Linked DNA regions of Mus musculus: region 1 is linked to region 2. A link is a contact called in public promoter capture Hi-C data. All regions are on one chromosome and are shown on one strand. The core of a region is the stretch at or near the end of the contact, and the rest is flanking DNA. Distances in the headings are between cores, read along the strand shown. Region 1 holds the start of Cd44 (CD44 antigen). Region 2 holds the start of Ldlrad3 (low density lipoprotein receptor class A domain containing 3).

The links. Promoter capture Hi-C pulls out the DNA fragments that hold promoters and counts their contacts.
Region 1: a promoter capture Hi-C map of pre-B cells shows a contact between it and region 2, with 2.1 times the contacts expected there. The contact joins the promoter of Cd44 here to the promoter of Ldlrad3 in region 2. A contact is called at or near these places in 1 of 39 promoter capture datasets (pre-B cells) and 1 of 115 datasets of contacts at active chromatin or transcription factors (pancreatic cancer cells).

The regions. Positions count from the first base shown.
Region 1 is chr2:102,899,713-102,906,169 of GRCm38.p6, forward strand. Cd44 (CD44 antigen) reads right to left here and starts at 1,953. Exons shown (of 9, transcript NM_001039151.1): 1 at 1,556-1,953. The coding sequence starts at 1,634.
Region 2 is chr2:102,181,301-102,188,131 of GRCm38.p6, forward strand. It overlaps Ldlrad3 (low density lipoprotein receptor class A domain containing 3), which reads right to left and starts at 5,160. Exons shown (of 6, transcript NM_178886.3): 1 at 4,980-5,160. The coding sequence starts at 5,025.

The sequences.
Region 1 (6,457 bases), core at 703-3,202, 720 kb after region 2:
TCCTGTCCTCTGAGGTCAGGTCCAGGCTCTCTCTGTCCTTCCCTCATCCATCCTGAATGTTTCTGCCTTCCAATGGATCCTAGGAGCTCTGGCTCCCTATGGGAGCCTCCACTGCAGCCTCTGCTGGCTAGACTGTTACTGTCCCTGAAGGTCTTTTCAACTTTGTCTAGCACTTGCTTTTAGATATCCCATGGCAGTCTAAGCTAGGGAACTTAATGAACCCAAGTTCACACCCAGCCCCACTCCTTGCTGTGTGACTAGGGGAAGTCACCTAACCTCTCTGAGCCTCTGTTTCCCTACTGGTAAGGTGTTGGGGGGAGCATTTGTCACCAAATCACCATGAGGATAAAATGAGATAGCTTATGTGAATTACCTAACATAGCACAGCAAAGAACACACACACAAATGGCCAATAGTGTCCTACTGCAATTATTATTTGCATTACTTCTGCATCAGCATTCAAAATTTAACATTCAACAATGGAGGTGCGATTTTCTAATCCCAACGTACCATGTCTAAAAAGAAAAAAAAACCCAGTTTGGCACCCCTTACCCCCAGAACTGGATTTAGTAATTCTTGTTGAGAGGAACTCACTGAAGTCTGAGCTGACTTAATGACCTAGCTGGCACTTCTTCAAAGAAAATTTAACTATGCTGATGATAACCAAAGCCTTCGTGGAATTATCTGTTCATATATAGATAAAGGAGGGGGGACGCTTGAAAATGAGCCATACTGGATATTTGGCCCAAGCTCCTCCTCTCCACAGCCACCAAAGTCACCAACCACATTTAGATGGGATATTAGGGACTGCGCTAAAGTTCACAGGTTACCCTGATACAGGTCCCCTCCTGCTCTGAGGCTGCCAGGCAGCAAATATGAACCCTGTTGCTGTTTGACTTTGCCTAGACTGCAAGCACTGCGCGGCTGGTCGAATTATTGCTCCGGTTATGTGTCCTCCTTGGTCCATGTTGGAACCTTTAGGCCACTCAGAGCCTCACACAAACCAGTTCAAACTCCCACAAGCTAAAATAAAGCCGTTGGTGACCAAAGCTGACTTTAAGAGCCCCGAAAACTAGTCAAAGCTGGGACCCACTGTCTTCAGCTTTTCAAGGCTCCTTTCTGAAAAGCTCATTGCCCAATCTCTGGCCTGTAGCTATGTGCACACCTTGGGGAGTGCTCTACAGGTCTGTTCCAGTGTCTGCCTCTACCTGCCTAGCCACAGTTAGCCAGGCTTGGGGAGCCCTTGAGCACCAGAGCCTGTTAGTCGGGACAGAGGCTGCGGGCATCCAAGAGTACAGTTACTTTTGAGCCATGTGCTCCAGCAAGCATGGGGACCTCGCCCAAAATCTGCGGGCAACTTGCCCAGCAAACTTTCTTCTCCCTTTCTCTTTTCCTTTCACCAAAGCAGCACTTCCCAGGCGTAAACTCTTTCCAATAGCATAGCCCCAAATCCCAGCTTTGCTTTGCTAGCCCAATTCACTACAGTCCCTCCCCAGGGCGATTCAACCCAGAGGCATCCAGCTGGAGTCCTCAGGCGCGGTGGCGGGCCACTCACCGATCTGCTGATGTGGATGTGCCAGGCTCAACTGCAAGAGGCAAAGTCCCCAAGCTGTGTGCCACCAAAACTTGTCCATGGCGTGCTGGATGAAACGGAGGGATCTAGTCGCCTCTGGAAAAGGGTCGTGGGGAGAAGGGCAACGAGGGTGAATGGAACCTGTCACTGGCTGGGGGCTGCTGGGCAATGAGACCGCTTCGGAAGTTGGCTGTGGTTTTTATTCCAGGCTTTGAAAGAGTGAGTGACCTAAGAGGGAGGGAGCGCGCGAAGGACACACCCAAAGCGAGGGGGCTGTGACTAAGCAGCCAACGGAAGTTTAAAGACACACCAGCCTGCTTTCGCTACTGCCCCTGCACTCCTGCCCTGCTCTCTTGGACAGAAGAGAATGGCCGCCCCCCTCCCCCCCCCAGCCCCCGTGCGCCCACGTTCTCCAGGGCCACTCCACAGGCTTCCTACCCTGGCCCAGCCTACCAGCCTATGAGAAGCGCTGCCTGGGACAAGGAGAATGACTGAGTTCTAAGACCTCGCCCCTCTCAGTTAAATCTTCCAGTTTCTCCTTTGCCACTAAACTTGGGAACCTGGCTAGGGAAAGACTGGTTTTCCCAGGAAGCTGAGGAAGCTGGACTTATCTTAGGGAGGAACTGAAGAAAGAAAGAGGCTGAAGGGAGAGAGAGAGAGAGAGAGAGAGAGAGAGAGAGAGAGGGAGAGGGAGAGATCCATCCTAGTGGAGAGTGCTTTCCTGGCCAGGGTGGGGACTGAAAAGTGGGGAACTTGTGGGAGTGTTCTTTCCTCTTTCCCTCTGAGAGAAGTCCAAACCGCTCATCTGATCTTTGATCCGGGGAAAACCCAAGGGTGCTCAACACATTTCATTCATGCTCTCAAAATATCTACCAATTTCTTAAATCCTTCTCGGACTCACAATCCACCCATCCATTCCTCTGTCCACCCATCTTCCTTCTGCAAATGCACTAATCTAGCCATACTACACCTGCCCACCAATTCTTGTATTCGCCCACCTGCACAACTTTTCAATCCTTTTCACACCCCTCCTCAGCTCATATCTGTTCATCATATTTCCTATCCATCCCGACGCACATACATGGTTCCCGTCTCTCATTCTACCCATCCCCATATCCACTCACACATTTAACTGTTCTTTCTTGTTTACATTTTATATTCTCTTTGCTGCAAACTTTAATACATTCAAATTCCCCTTTACATCTTGATACATTTCAAAGAGGGATGCACATTTGCCATAGTCTTCAAGGGAGAAATCTCAAGGCTGAAAATCGGGGAAAATCGTATGTAAAATTGCAATTCCCTATCTTCTCTAATACCCTGCAAGTTGCAATTTGGATATCAAAAGCTCTGTTTATTTTTAATGTGAACTAAATCTGAGTGGACTTCTTGCTGAATGAGAAACACAGAAGGCATGGCCAGGGCAGGACCCGGAATGAATCATGCCAGAATTTCTGAAGGAAAATGATATTTTGGGATTTACTGAAAGAAACTGAGAAAGTGAGAGAAATGTACACAGCCACCTGTCCATCCATTTATTCATCAAGCACGTAATGAGTGCCAGAGGGTTTCAAGAGAAGCAATCCTGGTTTGGTCTAGGCACTAGCTCCCACACAAGCCAGTGGCTGCTGCAGTATAAAATATACTGCAAACTACAGCTAGGACTGGGAAGATGGCACAGTGATAAAGTGCTTGCTGCCAAGCATGGGACAAGTTAGATCCTTGGAACCCACATGGTGCCTTAGGCAAGTTGTCCTCTACCTGTCACAGGCCTGCCACATACACACAATTAATAACTGTTAAAATGATTAAAAATAATCATTTTATTTTTCAGCCAGCTTTTTCTGTGTATAGACTAAAAGTATTCGTAAGAATTGCATTTGTTCCGAGTATCTACAAGCTTTTTGCTTTTGACTATTTTGTGAACCACACAACTTAACTGCTATGTATCACATATATAATACACGACATTCCACTTTGTTAGGTACTACAAATATGCAGCAGCGATTAGAAGAATATGTGTGGGTTATATGTAAATACTGAGCCATTTTACATAAGGGAATTCATCTTCTGAAGGTTGCATATGAAGCTTGGGTTTTCTGAAAGTGATCTGCTGAGAAGGATCTCTGTCTGTCTCTGTCTGTCTCTGTCTGTCTCTGTCTGTCTCTGTCTGTCTCTGTCTGTCTGTCTCTGTCTGTCTCTGTGTCTGTCTGTCTCTCTGTCTGTCTCTGTCTGTCTCTGTCTGTCTCTGTCTGTCTCTGTCTGTCTGTCTCTGTCTGTCTCTGTCTGTCTCTGTCTGTCTCTGTCTGTCTGTCTCTGTCTGTCTGTCTCTGTCTGTCTCTGTCTGTCTGTCTCTGTCTGTCTCTATCTCTGTCTGTCTCTGTCTGTCTCTGTCTCTGTCTGTCTCTGTCTCTTTCTGTGTGTGTGTGTGTATGTGTGTGTATGTGTGTGTGTGTGTGTGTGTGTTTAGGATGCCACCAGTCCTGCAGTCCGAGGAAAGAAGTCACAATATTTTCTTGGAAACACTAATGTGACATCTCAAGAAAGATGATACTTTGGGCCAAGGTGTGGAAAGAAAATGAATCCTTGAGACATTGCTGGGACAGGTCCCCCGCAGGGAGTTCTCTTGTTGAGGAGTAACAGGCATTCAAAACTAGAGTACCTATCTCTCAGTCCTGTTCTGGCTGCTTACTACTTTATGGCCTCAAGATAGGCAAAGAGCTTTTATATGCCTCCATTTCCCTGAATACAAAAACGGGTTCAATAGTAGTGTTCACTTCATAGGACTGACAATGAAGGAACAGCTTTGAAAGCCTTGCATCTCTTAAACACTGGATGTGTCTATGCATGTATGTTTGTACACATGTGTATTTTGTATGATATATATACATACATATATGTATATATATACACATATATATACACACACACATATATATGTATATATATATATATATATACATATATATATATATATATACATATATATATATGGCTTGAATATTATATCAGATGAAGAGTCTGAATGTATGCAGCAAGAACAATGACTAGAGAACTCTGAAGGGGCCAGGTTGTAAACTTCAAGGAACTTTGCACTTAGTCTTATAGAAAGCCGAGAGCCATTTAATGTTTTGAAAATGATTTTTGTGTGAAACACACTTAAGTTTACTGTCTTATATACATGCAAGTGCAGAAAAGTGGCATTTAGTTAATTCACAGTGCTATGCCCCTTCACAACTTCATTGTGGGTTTTTCAATAAGGGAGAGCCTTATGGTAGTATGTTTAAAGACATCGATAGCAGTGATCGGGCTACAAAAATCACTGGACCACTATCTAGCCAGTCTGTGCCTGGCAGGGCAGTGTGACTCAACGGTCTGCCTTTCTGAGACGGAGAAGACACCTCTCAGCCTCATCTGAACAGAAGCACTTTAGAATTTGTCAGTAGGTGGAAAGAGCTGGCCTTTCTGTTGTTTGAGACCTAGAGACCATTTATTTCAAATTATAAAGGCCTCCACCTCTTGGGTTAAACATCCTAGTGAGTGTGGGGAATTATGAATGAAGAGTAATTTTTGTCATACTTGCTTTGGAGGAAAGAAGGGAAATAGGTAGTTACTAGGAAGGATGTTTTGTGGAACCCCGGGGTTCCTTTGGGAGCCCTTCAGAAAAGGACAGAGGCCAAACTGAAGATTCACAGTGAGCTATGTTCTTCCCTTGTCCCTCAGCCTGCATGACATGGTGTGTCAGTTTTTTATATCAGAATACCATGAGAGAGTTCATTTTGACAAAAGATTCTGAAAAACAAACAAACAAAACAGAAAGAAAGAAAGAAAGAAAGAAAGAAAGAAAGAAAGAAAGAAAGAAAGAAAGAAAGAAAGAAAGAAAGGAAGAAAGGAAGAAAAGAAGAAAGAAAGAAAGAAAGAAAGAGAGAGAGAGAGAGAAAGAAAGAAAGAAAGAAAGAAAGAAAGAAAGAAAGAAAGAAAGAAAGAAAAACAACCTCAGACCTGCTTTGTTGGTGTGCTTTGCACTTGTTCAGTAAACAATACTGCCCAAAGGTGTGTGGAAGAAGATAAGGGGGAGCTGACTGAAAGTGCGCTGCAAGCTGCAGAGAGACATGCAAATTCTGTAGAAATTATTATTAGGATTTTTCTCCCATAGGGGAAGGGCTGGCTGTCTCTTCCCGATAGTTCAGTGAGGGGTTGAGACAGCTTGCCCTGGTGCCACAAATGACTCATTTTCAATAATAGACTAAGTCAGGCTAGTCCTTGGGAATTCCTGGATTATCTCTGGGTCTCTTGTTATCCCCTTTTTAAACACCTCACTCACACCATAGGCCACCGGGTCTTATCCATCTTCTTTCTCCTTTGCACCTCTATAAAAGCAATAATCCTTAAAATAATTTACTTCAGGTGTTTGCTATCAGTTGTGCATTGCATCGGTCATCTTTTATATGCCAAAACATGGATGTGGGAAACTGTAACTAAGAGCTTGAATTGGTGGGGCTTGTCATGAGATCACAGGATTTGGAAAGAAGCCAGAATGCAGTCATCAGCCTTGGGCTGAGAAAGCCCCAAGTCTGAACATCAGTGACTTTACCTCTGGGAAATTTGGGTTCAAAATGAGGGTGAGGAGACCATTTTCATAGCTTAGGAATACTAAGAAAAATAAGATATAAGGACCCGCCTCTGGGGTCTTGCTTGGTGGAGAGAGCAATCACTTACCATCCTATGAACTGCCTGTGTTCAGGGACATGATTATACATCAATTGCAGTAGCTGACGTATTCCAGACTCTGGCTTTATCTATCATGATCCATAAATAAGCACTGTATAAATGCATGAGCAATTGCTGCCTTCTTTTTTCCCATCACAGCTTATGGGGTGTTTC
Region 2 (6,831 bases), core at 3,910-6,409:
CCTGGACGGAAGCCCCGCATTCCCTTTTGGGAACCTACTTTCTTCATCCTGCAGATTCAAGCATCAAAGGAGGCAGGAGTTCACCAGTTATATGGCTCATCTGAGGAGAAGAGGAAGGAAAAGACCTCAAGGAAGTCTGGAGACCAAAGAAAAGGACGGCTGTGGGGGAAGAGTCTTAAAGGAACTTCAGTGTATAAAGCCACACAGAATGGAACTCTAAAGGGACTTTAAAGTATACAGCAAAAACTTCAGGAAACCACCTAGCCATGAGCATAGATAATTTCCCAGCAATATGCAGAACTGTCCCAAGTTGTACAGGCTTTTGATACTGGAGAAGGACTCATGGAGAGGGAAGGAAGCTGAGAACCACAGCTCTATGGAGTGGAGGGAGGGGACTTTCAGTTTAAGATTTCAACATTTCTCAAGACAAAAAAACCAGGCAAGACGCTCTCCTTCAGCCTGCAGGCTCTGAGCACAGGAACAGCCCAAGCTTAACACTCATGGAGCCAGGTAGCTTTTGGTGTCAACTACCGCCTCTCTGTGACCAGCTTTACTGGCAGATGTCTCTCCCGGGGAGCTGAAGCTGCAATCAAAAGTTCCAAGTGTTTTTCCTACAGCATGAGGGGAAAGTGAGAGGGAAGAGGTCCGCACCAAGGACGTGTTAGTTAAGGGTGTATTTTTACATCTTTGAACTTGGGTGGATTCAGATGCCTAGAGGCAAGTAGGATGAAGTAGAATGTAATCCAGCAAAGATCTTTAGGGTGGGCAGGAACAATGCTCAACAGGAAGAGCTGGAAGGCTGGCACCCAGCTAACTACACGGGAGCGTTTCAAGTTGGTAGGAACCAGAGAGATGACCGATTATTACCATACATGGGGCAGTCTATACAACAAACGACTAATTCACTCTAAAATGTCAGTGGCTCTAAAGGCCAAGAAACCCTAGACTAGACTAACCTCACTCCTGGAAGCAGCAATGGGAACCTGCACAGTCCTAATTTTCTTCAATGAGCAGTTACAGCAACTCTAGAGTCTTCTCATTCTGGTGAGCAATATTAAACACCTAGCAAATGATATGACCAGCAAATGTTGCAATTTCAAAGTACATGGGCCACCCTCCCAGCAAAAAGAATAGAGAATTCTCTCCTTAGCAGCCGAGAGAGTAGATTATTCACAGTCATTCCAATGCAAGAAAGGTGCAGCCTTTAAAACACTTTGTTGGTCACTGGGTAGAAGACATCTCAAAGAAAGAGAGGAAAGATAAAGGAAGGAAGGAAGGAAGGAAGGAAGGAAGGAAGGAAGGAAGGAAGGAAGGAAGGGAGGGAGGGAGGGAGGGAGGGAGGGAGGGAACTCAACAGCCATAAGCATATTTGTCCCTGAAAGTATCCCATAATTAATACAACTCCAACCCTCTAAGATGTGTACATAGCACATCTTCTCATTTACATTTATACAAAATGATAAACATATAAGAAAAGTTAGAAACACAAATATAAAGCCCGACCAGTAAGCACCCTAAGGTTGGTACTACTGAGATCAGCAGTAGTGTCTGGCCTAGAGTGTCTTCTTGTCAAGATTCTCACCTTCATGCATGGGAGAGGTGAGGTTACTGAGACTACCCTACATCTCCACATAAAGACTGAGATTTATTGGAACTATTCTCCATGAACACTTGTGAGCTCTTCAGGGACCACTGAGTTCTGGGTGTTATCCATAAAATGAACAGATTTGAAGAAGTAAACGGCGGCCATGGGCAAACTCTGCGGTGGTTGTTTTAAAATCACAAAAGTCTCTGGCAGAACAGACCCGGTAGCAATTTCCATCAAGCCGGTATTAGCAAGAGAAGCCAGGAAAGGGTTCTGAGAAAAGCCTGGGTTAGAATCTAGGTTCCATTGACACCACGGTGCCCTGGAGAGCCATCAGTCTCTTGGGAACCACGGAATGACATGCTGCCTGCTCCTTGCTACCTGAGCTCTGGAAAAAGTGGAGAAGGTCAGCTGTTTTCAGTGGCAAGATGGACATCTCAAGTAGTGACTTGGGTCACACATCCTGGAGTCCCCTAACCTCCCTATGCAAAAGGACAAGGCTTTTTTATACAGTATCATCAAATCGCATAATTTCCTGATCCAAAATTCTCAACTGTTTCAGAACTGTTGGACTTAAGAATGCCCCACTTAGCCACGGGCACTTCCCTAGCTAGAGTGAAGCCCTCCTTTATTCCCAACATCACAGGAATAGGGTGGGTGGGTCCTGTAATCTCAGTACTTGAGCAAGTTTCAGGAAGATAGCCTCAACTACATATCTAGCTCAAGGATAATAGTTAGAGGCCAGCCTGGGTTACAGAAACTCTTCATCAATAAACCAAAACAGAAACAGCAACAGCCAAACAGCGGTGGCAACACACAAGCCCACTACTAACTTAACCCTGCATAGGGTAGGGTTTAAGACCAGGAATTAACCAACTTGCCATCTACCATTCAAATCTCCATCTGCTTCCTCCTCCACAGAAATTAAATGCTCGATCTAGTGGGCTATCAGGAAAACCAAAAACCAAAACAAAAGCCACCTCACACCCCAGGAGGGAGCCCCAAAGACAATCCTTTGAAGATGAAAAGGAACAAGGTGTGTTTATTTGTACTTCTGAGCAGTCTCATCTACCCCGTTGGGTGGGGCTAGGCTAGGCTAGGCTAGGCTAGACTACTTGCAACTACTCAACTAGTTAAAAAAAAATAAACAAAACCCACCCACAGCTCAGGCCGAGAAGCAGATTCTTCAAGAAGAAAGGTTAATAGGCACACTGCTTCTAGTAGGAGGAAGGGAAACCAAGCCTCTTCCCTGAGATGTTCAGGGGTCTTACCAAAAGCTAGCCAGAGAAGGAGAGGATGCAGCAACCAACCACTCATTTTCACACCCGCTTTAGAATTATCTAAAGACTCACACACTTAAGCCCACCACGTGCAGCATCCAGGTGCCAGAAAATGGGGCATCAGACAACGTGATGTAACTCTGAAGTGATCTGCGCTGCCAGACAGGATACATGAGAAAATAGTAACAGCCACAATCTTAAAGGCCCAAGTCTTGGACTTAATACTCAACTCAGAGCCCAGGTTTCCTCTACAGGAAACCTTCCAAAGTCCTGGGCTCTACAACCTCTCTGGTATTAGCAACTTCTCAGGGAAGGATTGAGGACTAGGAAGGGAGATGTTGGCTCAACAACCAACCCTTGTTTCCTACAACACTTGGTTCAAGACATAGTTCACACTTAAAAGATGATCCTTAGTGTAACAGGGAAAGGCTTCAAGCCACCTAAAGGTCCTAAAGCAAGTTCAGTAATCCAAAGCCACAGCTAACTTCAGCCAAGGAACACTGGCGGTCCCTCCCCTACCCCAACTATGGCTCACGGTGACTACTGCACTTCCTTGCTCTATGGTATACGTCCACAGGCATATTAAATAACCATTGCTGAAAGGGAGAAACATATAATTTTTTGTGAACTCAACTCATGCGACCCAGTACAACAAGAAGATGTGATAATTAGTGTCCACTGGTCCTAAGCAGAGAACACACAGAGGAGCCAGCTGGGGTGTTACCAAGGGACATGCCATTGCTATGTGAATTAAATGTGTGAATCCGGGCAGATCTTCATGTCTGAGATGCCCTGGAACTGAGCCTGCTCTAACAACCTCCAAATAACTTGCACCTGCTTATAGCTGCCTAATTCACTTTGCCCTCCCTTCCTTCTCCACAACCCCCTCCCCCCAATCCCCATAACTCCAGACAAACAGAACACAAACCCTCAGTCTTGGTTTTAAAAAAAACCTACAGCAGCCACAGGAGCCTAACCCCTCACTGGAAACTGAGCAAGCCCACAAGACATTTAAATGGAGTCTCAGAGGAGTGGGGATGATGGGGGAGGGGGAGGTCCCGCTGGCCAGTCATTTGAGAGGATGCACAGGACTTGCAACTTCTAGGAAGGGAGGGTTGCTGGACATCTGCAAGGGGTAGCTCAGAAAGGTTTTGACTTCCCTCACAACAAACACAACGCAGCAGCCAAGTTTTCTGGAAGTATTTGGAAAAATCCGACATAAATTAGACGTGTGAATGATACGGCCACAGAGCATGAAATCTTCAGTAAAGAAAGTTCTGTGAGCATCAGCTGCCCAGAAATAAGCATCAGGGGCCAAGGGCGGGCAGAGCTGTGGAGGGGCTGCTGACAGCTGTGGCCAGCGGGCAGAGGCAGAGGGGAAGGGCTCCAAGCTGGAATTCGGAGCGTGCCCACATCAGCAGAAAAGTTCCTGGGAACAGCACTCTGTCTGGGAGGGACCCTGCGGGTCTCAGGATGCACGCGCTCTGAGATGCAGGGACCAACGGCCGTTAGAGGAAGCCCCGGTCCTCTTTTCCTTCCCTGCTCCCTGAAGGTTAAGGCATCTTCGACAGACGACAGAAGTAAAAGATCTGCTCCCAGGATGAACGAATGATTTCCATGTCCATTCCCTACTGCATCTCGCTATTCCCAAACCAGACACGGTCCAGGGAAGAAGAGAAAGGAAGCTGGGATGCAGATGCGGGGAGAGCGTAGATGGGAAACTGAGGCAGAAAAGTGTATGTTAAAGGCTGAGGGAATCCGGGAAGACCCGAAATCAAGAGTGGAGTCCTCTCCTTTCCCTCCTCGGTTCCCAGCACACAGAGCCACACTCGAACTACGCCCAATCCGGGCGGCCGCCCGGCTCTAGGGAGCCGGCGCCGCACAAAGCTCCGCCCGCGCACACACACGACAACAGCACCCGGTGCGCCGGCCCACACAATAGCGCGGCGCGCGCCCCGCCGCGGCCCCTCGCGGGGTCCCGGCCAGCCCGGCGCCGAGGTCCGCCCTTCGCGCACACCCACGCCCGCAGCCCAGGCCCGCGCGCGGAGCAGGGACGATCGAGGCAGCCCCCGCGCCCGGCGCTCGGTGAAGCGCGTCACGCGCCCCCCACTCACCCGCAGTGCTGCTCAGCAGCAGGCACAGCGGCCCCAGCAGCCACATGGCGCGGCCGCCGCTCCGCTGCCCAGCGACGTTGCTGCCCCGCGGCCTCGGTCAGACCCCGCCTCTCGGCGCCGGCCACGCCCTCTCGCCGGCCCAGCCACGCCCCCGCCCTCCCAGGCCAGAGAGCTCAGCCAAGTTCTGCACGCTCACAGTTGAATGTGGCCGCCTGAGCTCTCCTCCACGGTCCAGGTTACAAAGGTCCGGCGGATCCAGTTTTTGCTGCCTCAGGGGTCAAATTGCGAGGAATTCTTAACTGCCCCGGCTCTTCTCTCGGCCGGTTTCCCTTTCTTCCTGCATCCTGCGGGGATGAGAGAGTCACCATCTCCCCAGAGCCTAGATGGAAGAAAAAAGTTTGAAGAACCGGTTCTTAGGAGAAAACTTTTTTTCATTGTTGACAGTGAAATACGACCGTTGCTTCTCAAACTCCAAAATGTATCAGGCAGGCTTGGCGACCCCGTTATAAAGCTCACTTCCACTCAACAGGTCTGCATTTCTAATAAACTGGGGGGGGTGATTCTCAGGATGGTAGTTCCTGGAGCCACTGGAGGAGCAGAGAAGACATTTCATCCTGAGATCTAAGAACACTGAGGAGAGTTTTAAATCCCCAAAACTTTATGCATTTTCCATTGTTTGGGCATTATACACTGTTTTTTAAGGAAAGCCTATTATCATGGAGCTGAGGAAATGACTTAGCAGTTGAGAGCAATTGACCTTCTCTGGTTAGACCTTCAAATGAGCCCCCAGCCCCAGAGGAAGCCATGATTGCCTTAAGTCCATGTGCTCCTCTAAGCTGCATCTAGGTTACTAACCAAAAGACTGAGTGCATTCACTGGGTTATTGCTTTCACCAAAAAGTCTTTTGTTACAAGGCGATAACATTACTATTCATGGCATTACAGCAAACACTGACCAGAACAGCTGAATCTCACTTAGCATCCTCCAGAAAGCTGCAGGAGGATGGCACTAGTCTGCTTCAGGCATGGCACTCTCATGGTCACACTTTACCTTTACAACAACCTCTGAAGACAGACAGTAATGTTTCTGTGACACAAATGAAGTCTCTGAGGCTCAAAAAAAAGAAAAAAAAAAAAAGAAAAGAAAGGAAGGAAGGAAGGGAAAACATTCTCAACAGCCACACATCGTTACTTACCACCGTGAACAAGCCCAGTTCAGAAGACCATAAGACACAGAACTTATCTGCAGCTTCAAAGATGATGTGGCCACTGGATCTGAGCTATGATCATGGAAATGCTCAATAAACAAAAGTTAATTTCAGCGTTTAATACAATTCTACTCCCAGGAAAAGATTTCTGGGTTGCAGCTCCCACTCCCCAAAGCCACTGAGCCTGAGAGTTTTCCCTGCTGGAAATTAAAGTCATTCTTTAGCTGTTGCTGAGTGTGTGTGTGTGTGTGTGTGTGTGTGGTGCATGCATGTGGGTATGTGAGCGTAGTGTGGTGTGCGAGTGTATGTGTGTGAGTGTGTGTGTAAGTATGTGTGTGTGAGAGAATGTGTGTAAGCATGTGTGTATTGTGAGAGAGAGAGAGAGTGTGTGTGCATGTGTGTGTGGAGAGAGAGTGAGAAAACACATGTGTTTAAATTGTCAAGCTAACACTGCTGGGAAATGACTTCTTGTAATTCACATTTAATGTAGTCATAGGATTTCAGGAGAGAAATTGTCTTATGTCTGTTAACAAATATTTTGCACTATCCAAAATGATAGAAATTTTACCTTCCACTTTTTAAAAAATTATATATTTATATATATATATATACATACATACATGTGTATATATATTGTATTATATC